2 separate regions of the Mus musculus genome follow, and region 2 is linked to region 1. A link is a contact called in public Hi-C data. All regions are on one chromosome and are shown on one strand. The core of a region is the stretch at or near the end of the contact, and the rest is flanking DNA. Distances in the headings are between cores, read along the strand shown.

Region 1 (3,732 bases), core at 248-2,747:
GCATCTGGCCACCCCAGTCATTTTCCAACTCAAGCCAGCGGTCGAGGCTTAACGCATGCATGCTCTCTTTCTTTGCATAAAAAGTCTCTGTCCAAAGTTCTTCTTCATGGCTCCTCCACTAATTTATGTCCCAACTCAGAGATCATCTACTTCATAACAGTTCCTCTTCCATTTGCTTTTATGTAAGAAATTGTTAGGTTCAAAACATTTTACTAATCAATGCTTATACACTTTAGCCATTCATTTATTAAAATAATATCAGTTCTGTTTTGTGTTCTACTATAAAGCAAGCTCCTGAGATCATGTCTCTATTTGCTATGATGCTTTCCTATGTCTATTGTACAGCCTGGTTTGTAGGAGTCATTCACTGAATACTTGAATGAATAAACAAGACATTATAAGGCCATTCCATATGGAAGCACATTTTTATTCTTGTTATTTGTGCTCATCCAACCCAACCTTGGTCTTTTTAGTATAACAGATAAAATGGTGACCATGGCTAGAACTATTCTTTCAGCTTCTTTAAGTAATACTGGAGTCATCAATCACAATCTGTGCTTTGGTTGGGTGGCTTATCAAACCTCAGCACTTCTGATGAGTTTCGTATGCTGCTGCTCCTGCTGGGGCAGACCACACGTTAAGAGCTGTTGTACCATCCCATCTGTGCATTTGGAAGACGGTTCCTGGATCTGTGTTCCCAGAATTTTTGAGAAATCATTCCTTTCTACCTTACCACAAGGTCTGGCTTTGGATGCTGTGGGACAGTGTGGTGGTTTGAATCGAAATGGGCCCCCAAAGACTCATGTATTTGAATGCTTGGCTCACAGGGAGTGGCATTAATAGGAGGTGTGGCCTTGTTGGATTAGGTGTGATCTTACTGGAGGAAGTGGGTCACTGTGGGGTGGCCTTTAAGGTCTCCTATGCTCAAGCTACCAAGCTGCGCCCAATGTGGGACAGAGTCTCCTTCTGCTGTCTGTGGATAAAGATGTAGAACTCTCAACCCCTTCTCTAGCACCATGCCTATCTGCATGCCACCATGTTTTTAGCCATGATAATAATGGACTAAATCTCTGAAACTATAAGCCAGCCCCAATTAAAGGTTTTCCTTTATAAGAGTTACAATAGTTATGGTGTCTCTTCACAGCAATAGCAATCCTAACTAAGACAGACATGAACAGTTTTGTTCTTTTCCTGAAAGACCCGTGAAAGGTTCTGTATCTCAGTGCTGGGGCTTTGCTTGGGGATTTAGTTTCCCTAAGTGACTGGCTGACTAGCAAGGCTCTCCTCAGTTATAGCACGGACAAGTGCCTGCAACTGGAAATAAGATGAGGAGGGAGGCTCGGAAGGCTTAGGTTTCAAACGTCTTTCAGTGAGGAATTAATTTTAAGGAGTGACACAACAATAAAGCATAAAATGAGTCCAGACACCGTCATTCAGGGCAAGCTTTACCCTCCGAAACTGGCATCGTGCCAGCCGGGAGCCAGGTGCCTCTCTTGGATCCGAGTCAATTGCCCTGCGGCCACCTACGGAGCACTCAGGTAAGATCCTAAAGCCCGTCACCTCTGTCTATCCTGCTTGATTACTATTTCAGGGTCCCACCTAAGGACTCCCAGCTGGCTGGCCACAGTCCAGCATCTCAGGATCAACCTTCCTATTATCCTCTGGGCTGTTCTGAGGATAGAGAGTTACCATGGGGCTGAATGGAGTCTGTTTCCCAGACTCCAAGTTTATAGTTTGAAATGCTATGGCCACAGGAAGAAAGAAGAAGGTCACAGCAGCAAAGTTGAGATGTGAATGTGATTTCTAAAACGGGCAAAATGGAGGCAGGACCGAGTGGACAGAGTGAGAGGCATTTGCAGCACGTTCCCCCCCCCCCCGGGAGCAGATGGGCTCTGTGGCTTTAAGTCAGTACCCCAGCATGATGTTCAAGTGTAGCTCAGAGAGTGGGCAGGTGGTGACTGCTTAGTGTTTGAGATAAATCCAAAGCAGAGGGTTTGTGCTTGGCTTAGGAAACATGTAAACATTTTGACATGTATTCTGTTTGCATGTGTATGACATAGTACACACATGGAGGTCAGAGGGCAGCATGCAGGATTCTGTTGTCTCCTTCTTCTACCATGTGTGCAGCCAGGACTGAACTCATATCATTAGGCTTGGCAGCAAGCACCCATCGCTTTAGTACCAGTAAAATGGTTTTTTGGTTGTTTTATATATATATATCTTTTTTATTATGCTATTTGTTGTCTACTGCAGTAGGTTTCATAGTGACATTTTTTTTTTCAAATATATCACTAGCCCTTATCTTACTTTCCATCCTGCCTGGTTTCTCCTCCTTCTCCCCCTCCCACTCAGCCCCTTCCTCTCCCAACAGTCCTGCCTCTGCTTTCAGTCCACACATGGGAGAAAACATGTCATATATGCTTTTCTGAGTCTCACTTAATTTCCTTAGCAAGGATGATCTCCAATCACATTCGCTTTTCCCCGAAAACAGCATATATTTTGTTCCTCATTTTAGCTAAGTAAGACTCCACCGTGTGCGTTATATCACATCTTCTTTGTCCATCCATCTGCTGATGGGACACCTAGGCTGTGTCCTGGACACAACTTGGCTATTGTGACCAGTGCCATGGGAAGAGCAGGTATGTAGGTATCTCTGTGTTTCATTGACTTAGGGACTTTAAACAACCACCACAGTGTGATACTCAAATATAACTCAGAGAGCGTAGGCAGGTGGTAGCTGCTTAGTGTTTGAGTTAAATCAAAAGCAGAGGGTTTGTGCTTGTCTTAGGAAACATTTATATATTTTTATGTTTATTCTGTTCACATTTGTGTGTGTGTTCCATAGTACATGTGTGGAGGTCAAAGGTCACCAAAAGTAGAGCTGAGTCTTGTGTATCTCCTACTTGTTTCGTGAGGACCTTCCATTCAGATTCCCACAGAGATTAGATGAATTTCTATTTCTGCCAGTGGTTTATGAGCATCCCCTCCCTTCATCCACCCTTGCTAGTATTTATTTTGTTTTCTCATGATTTTTCTTATAGGTTTAAAGGTGCCCAAAGTGGGGCCCAGACACACAACTACAAGAAAGGCAGTTGACTAGTTATAGACTAAGTTCCCTCCCACATCCATGGCCAGGCCAAACCTTAGCAGACTGATCACAGCCATGCAGTAAGTCTAGCCAAGATACTGAGGGAGCTTCTTTCTCAGGGATGCAAAGATCTCTAATGGCTGCTGTTGGCTTCTTCAGTGGTTTTCAGAACCTTCCTTAGACTGCAGAGAGGTCTAAATTGAATCTTAGTCTGTAGGTCTATTTCCTTTTCTTCCTTCTTGGAGTCAACTTACATCACAATCTAATGGATTTTTTGATTCCTCAGATCCCTCCCCATTTTTCTTGCAGATGACCCCCCCCCCATGGGGTTGTCAGGGATTTAACCTTGCTTATAGGATCTTAGTTAAGACTTGAAACACTCCTGTGTGCAAGTACAGAGATACTGGTAGAAAAGAGGTGGATAGAGAGAATGAGCCGTTATCTTCAGTTGCCCATTTGTAAAATCCACCAGGATTCTCTTTCCTATCTGTTGAATTCTCAGACCCCCCTCTCCCCTTTCCATTCTTCTTTCTCCTTCCTCTCTTCATCCTCCTCCCTTTCAACTTTCTCTTTTGCTGGATATTTCTAGGAAGCCACCATTCCTTTGGAAACACTTGGCATCCATGATTCCTGACCTCATCGCC
Region 2 (3,828 bases), core at 122-2,621, 390 kb before region 1:
TTTTACACCTTACTCTCAGAGACTACAGTCCTCCATGGTGATGGAGGCACGCCAGCTGGAACAGGCCTGTTTGTAGTGGCAGGGGGCATGTAGCAGCAGGGTTCCCATGATGCGAGACCAGGACATGGAAACAGCACTGAGCATATGACCATGATCTAACAGTCACAAGCCTGTTTTCAGAAACCCACCTCCACCAGCTATGGGGACCAGGGGTTCAGTGCATAAGCTGCTGGGGTATTTTCATGTTCAAACCACAGCCACTGGCTTTTGGCTTTTCCCACATCGCCTCCCCAAAGCACTGCTTCTGGGATGCTTCCCAGAATTCCCTGGAAGAGTTAGTATCTTGTGCTCTGTCAGCACGCTCACTCACAGCCTTATGCCTCCTCGCCACATTAGAATCTTCTTTCTCTTCTGCCATCCCTCTTTGCTCATTGGTCTTCTGCCTTCCTATTGTTTTTTTACTTTTTGCTCTTTTTGAGACAAGATCTTACACTGCAGTCCAGGCTGATCTGGAAGTCACAGCAATTCTCTTGCCTTAGCCTCTTGAGGGCTGATATTCTCTCTCTCTCTCTCCCTCTCCCTCTCCCTCTCCCCCTCCCTCTCCCCCCCTCTCTCACACACACATACACACACACACACACACACACACACACACACACACACACACATACACACACACACACACACACACACACACACACTGAGCCTCAATGTTCTCATCTGTTCATTTGAGAAAGTGCTGACTACCCCAGAGGTGGGAAACATGCTCACTGAAGCAGGGGGGTTTGCTCAGCATGGTAAGTACCCAGACCAGGAGCTCAATGAATCCCAGGCTTTTTATTCTTCTTATCCAAAGCACAATTTCATTTCTTTGTAACGATCTTGGGTCCAGTTATTCCAGGTTAAATGGCTTTTTTCTAAGGCACTCTGGGACCTACAATTGTCAATTGCAGGGCAATTAGCTGGGTTGGAGAGGTTCCATTTATAACTATTGTCACTCTGAAACAACATCCTACTAGAATTTTATGTGAATTGGAAAGATAACCCTGTATCCACAGAGATGTGAGTCTGGGCAGCTGAAGTGGCCATCTTCTTTGCTTGTCTTCATGAAGCAGTTGTCCTCGTGCAGTGTATAGTCTGCCCAACTAAATATGACAGCCCTACTAACCTGCCCTTATAGGCACCACACCAAGTCTTGTGTCTCTGGTGAGCAATACTCTGCAGGCTATGGAGGTTATGCACAGACACAGGAAGAGCCATAGCTCACAGATTGCCTCTTTGCCTCTAGTTGGACTCTAGTAACCATGTAGCTAGAATCCTGGCCAAGGAGCAGCCAGCCCACCAGATGGCAAAGTCGCCTTGCAGGACTCTAAATCACAGAGAATCAGATCCCTTCCAGACTGGCTGCCTTCCATCTGCTGCACCTGGACAGATTTCCCAGGATGGCTGCATTCGCATAGCAGGGGTGCCAGGTTCCTGTTTGCAGCCAAATGACAATTTGTACCCAGTTTGTCGCTAAGGTTTTTATAAATGCACCTCTTTCAACCCGAACCAAATTGAATTACGGTCCAGCAAGGTGACCAAGTACACCATGTAATTTATGGTTGAAATGGGAAAGTGGGAAATGCTATTGTTAATTTTCCTTGCTCAATAGATATAAACTACAAGCATCCTGGTAAATTGGGTCATATTGTCAGGCTGATATTGAGTCAAGAGGAAGAACTTAGGAAGGTGGACCATCGGGAAGAGCCTCAGTAGGACTTGGGGTCTGATGTTTGGATGTATTGCACATTACTTGAGGGACTTGAACTGGTTGTTCTGGATGCATGGCTATATTCAAACAGTTGAGGTAATTGGCTGTAACTCCCACCCCAACCCCCCCCCCCTCCCAGGCAACCATGTGAACAGACTAGACACAGAGGTATGGAACCTGTGAGGAAACACAGGTTCTCTCTCTTCCTTTGAGCTGCAGTCTACACAGCATCTCCTTCCTAAGCACAGGCATTCGTGAACCATCTTACCCTGGTGCCTGGCAGAGATCAAGGTCTTTGGAATGTGGTTTTACAACTCAGCAACCTGCCTTCTGGCCCTGCTTTAAATGTCTGCACTTGCTGAAGGCATCTCATTAACCAGTGTGGTTGACTCCAGCTGGAGCCCCAACACTGGTTTCAGCACTTTCTGATGTGATGTAGCATTTCCTCTGAAAGCTCCTGCCCTGACCATGAACTTTCCCCACTCAGACTGCTGCTCTGATCCTGCCAGCCTTCACAGATCAGTCATGGACTCTTTACTGTGACTTCAAATCCACGGGCTGAGGTTTTGAATGGGGCAGGTCAGGGCCTGTCACTGCTGGAGGTGACATCTGAGGCTCCCAGATCAGACTAGTTCACTGGTTAGTCCTGTAGGGAACTGATGTGCAGTGGATCAGAATCCAGATAAGTTCCCTACTGGGGTGCTTAGACTTAGTCGCTTCATCTTTCTGGGCCTTCATCTTCAGACTGACTCTTTGCAGAGCAGCAAGTGTCCCCGAAGCTCTTTGTCCTGCTGCCTCATTTTAAGGAGAAACTTTCAAAGTTAACCGAAATTCTTTGTGAATATATCACAAGCAAAATTATTTCACTCTTAGTATTGTTTACTAAGCTATCTCCCTTATTTAAGCAATAGCCTCCTTGATATGTCCTTAGTCACCTCTTTCTCAAGAGCAGTGGCTCTCAACCTTTCTAATGCTATGACCCTTTAATACAGTCCCTCATGTTGTGGTGACCCCCAGCTGTAAAATTATTTCCATTGCTGCTTCATGTGTAATTTCCCTACTATTATGAACACTAATGGAAATATCTGTGTTTTCTGATGATCTTGGGCGACTGATTTAGAGCCCTAGCATAGTATTAGCACATAGAAGCTATTCACAAAACATGGGACAGATGAATCAATGAATCTTCCTTTTTTTTTTTTCCTTCTTTGCCATCTCTGTAAGGCAACCCTATTCCTATCTCTGTCTCTTCACCATCTCACAATGCTTTACTCAGTACATGTTTGATTCAGTAAATAATTATGTGCCATACATGTGACAGCGCGACATGCACTGGTCATCAACTTTCTGCTGCAGGATTTTCTAGGCCCTAGGAACACTTAAATAGATTGTTCTGGGGGACAGATCACCTCCAGAAATACTCCATCACATTTACTAGCCACAGCGACAAATCACACCAGCAGCCAGAGCACATGTGTGTGGTCATGGTGACCTCCTCAAGGTAGCTGTAGGTGGGAAGGAGAGAGTCCTCCAAGAGTCTCAACACACTGCACACCACCAGTCAATATTGACATGAAAAATTCATCTCATCCTAGCTTCCCGAGAAGATTTTTGGATCAGACATTTGGGCTTGTCTCCCATGCTGAAGTCCAAGAAGCACAGGATGGAAGATATGGGACCTGGAAAGGCTCTGGGGTCATTCAGTCCGACCTTTGGCCTATTGTCCTATTGAGGAAGAGCTTCTCAACTCAGCATCCTCCTGTAACAGATCCAGGATGGGAACTGATGGCCTCCCACAGTCGTGAGTTCTTCCTTGAGGTGACCTTACTATCTCACTATTTGCGCTGTTCAATAGACAGCCTCACCATAAATTGTGCTGTCAGGAAGTATGGCCCACAAAGCCACAGGCTAGTTCATGCTGTATCCTCCCAGTTACTGTTACAGTTCCAACACCAATCCTGTATCCTGGGCCTTCTGTTCCCTGGCCAGTGCTTGTTTACCCCTTTCCCTCTTTCCACAGACTCATGTCCAGTAAGTAAGTGCCTGAAAGATGACAATTCTCTTAAACGAGGCAC

What was found. A called contact is a pair of places that touch in the nucleus more often than the background predicts.
Region 2: a contact with region 1 is called in a Hi-C map of cerebellum, with 1.9 times the contacts expected there. The contact joins two enhancer-like sites. A contact is called at or near these places in 2 of 484 Hi-C or Micro-C datasets (cerebellar granule neurons and cerebellum).

Annotation. Positions count from the first base shown.
Region 1 is chr8:113,863,711-113,867,442 of GRCm38.p6, reverse strand. No RefSeq gene overlaps it. Among named protein-coding and RNA genes, the nearest start is that of Adamts18, 17 kb to the right of the region's middle. Within about 2 kb of position 1,497, at least 7 of the 459 cell types and tissues checked have an H3K27ac peak or open chromatin away from gene starts, as enhancers often do. A contact at or near this core is called in cerebellar granule neurons and cerebellum, where this site is marked.
Region 2 is chr8:114,256,409-114,260,236 of GRCm38.p6, reverse strand. All of the region lies in intron 3 of Vat1l (vesicle amine transport protein 1 like), which reads right to left. Among named protein-coding and RNA genes, the nearest start is that of Vat1l, 53 kb to the right of the region's middle. Within about 2 kb of position 1,371, at least 6 of the 459 cell types and tissues checked have an H3K27ac peak or open chromatin away from gene starts, as enhancers often do. A contact at or near this core is called in cerebellar granule neurons and cerebellum, where this site is marked.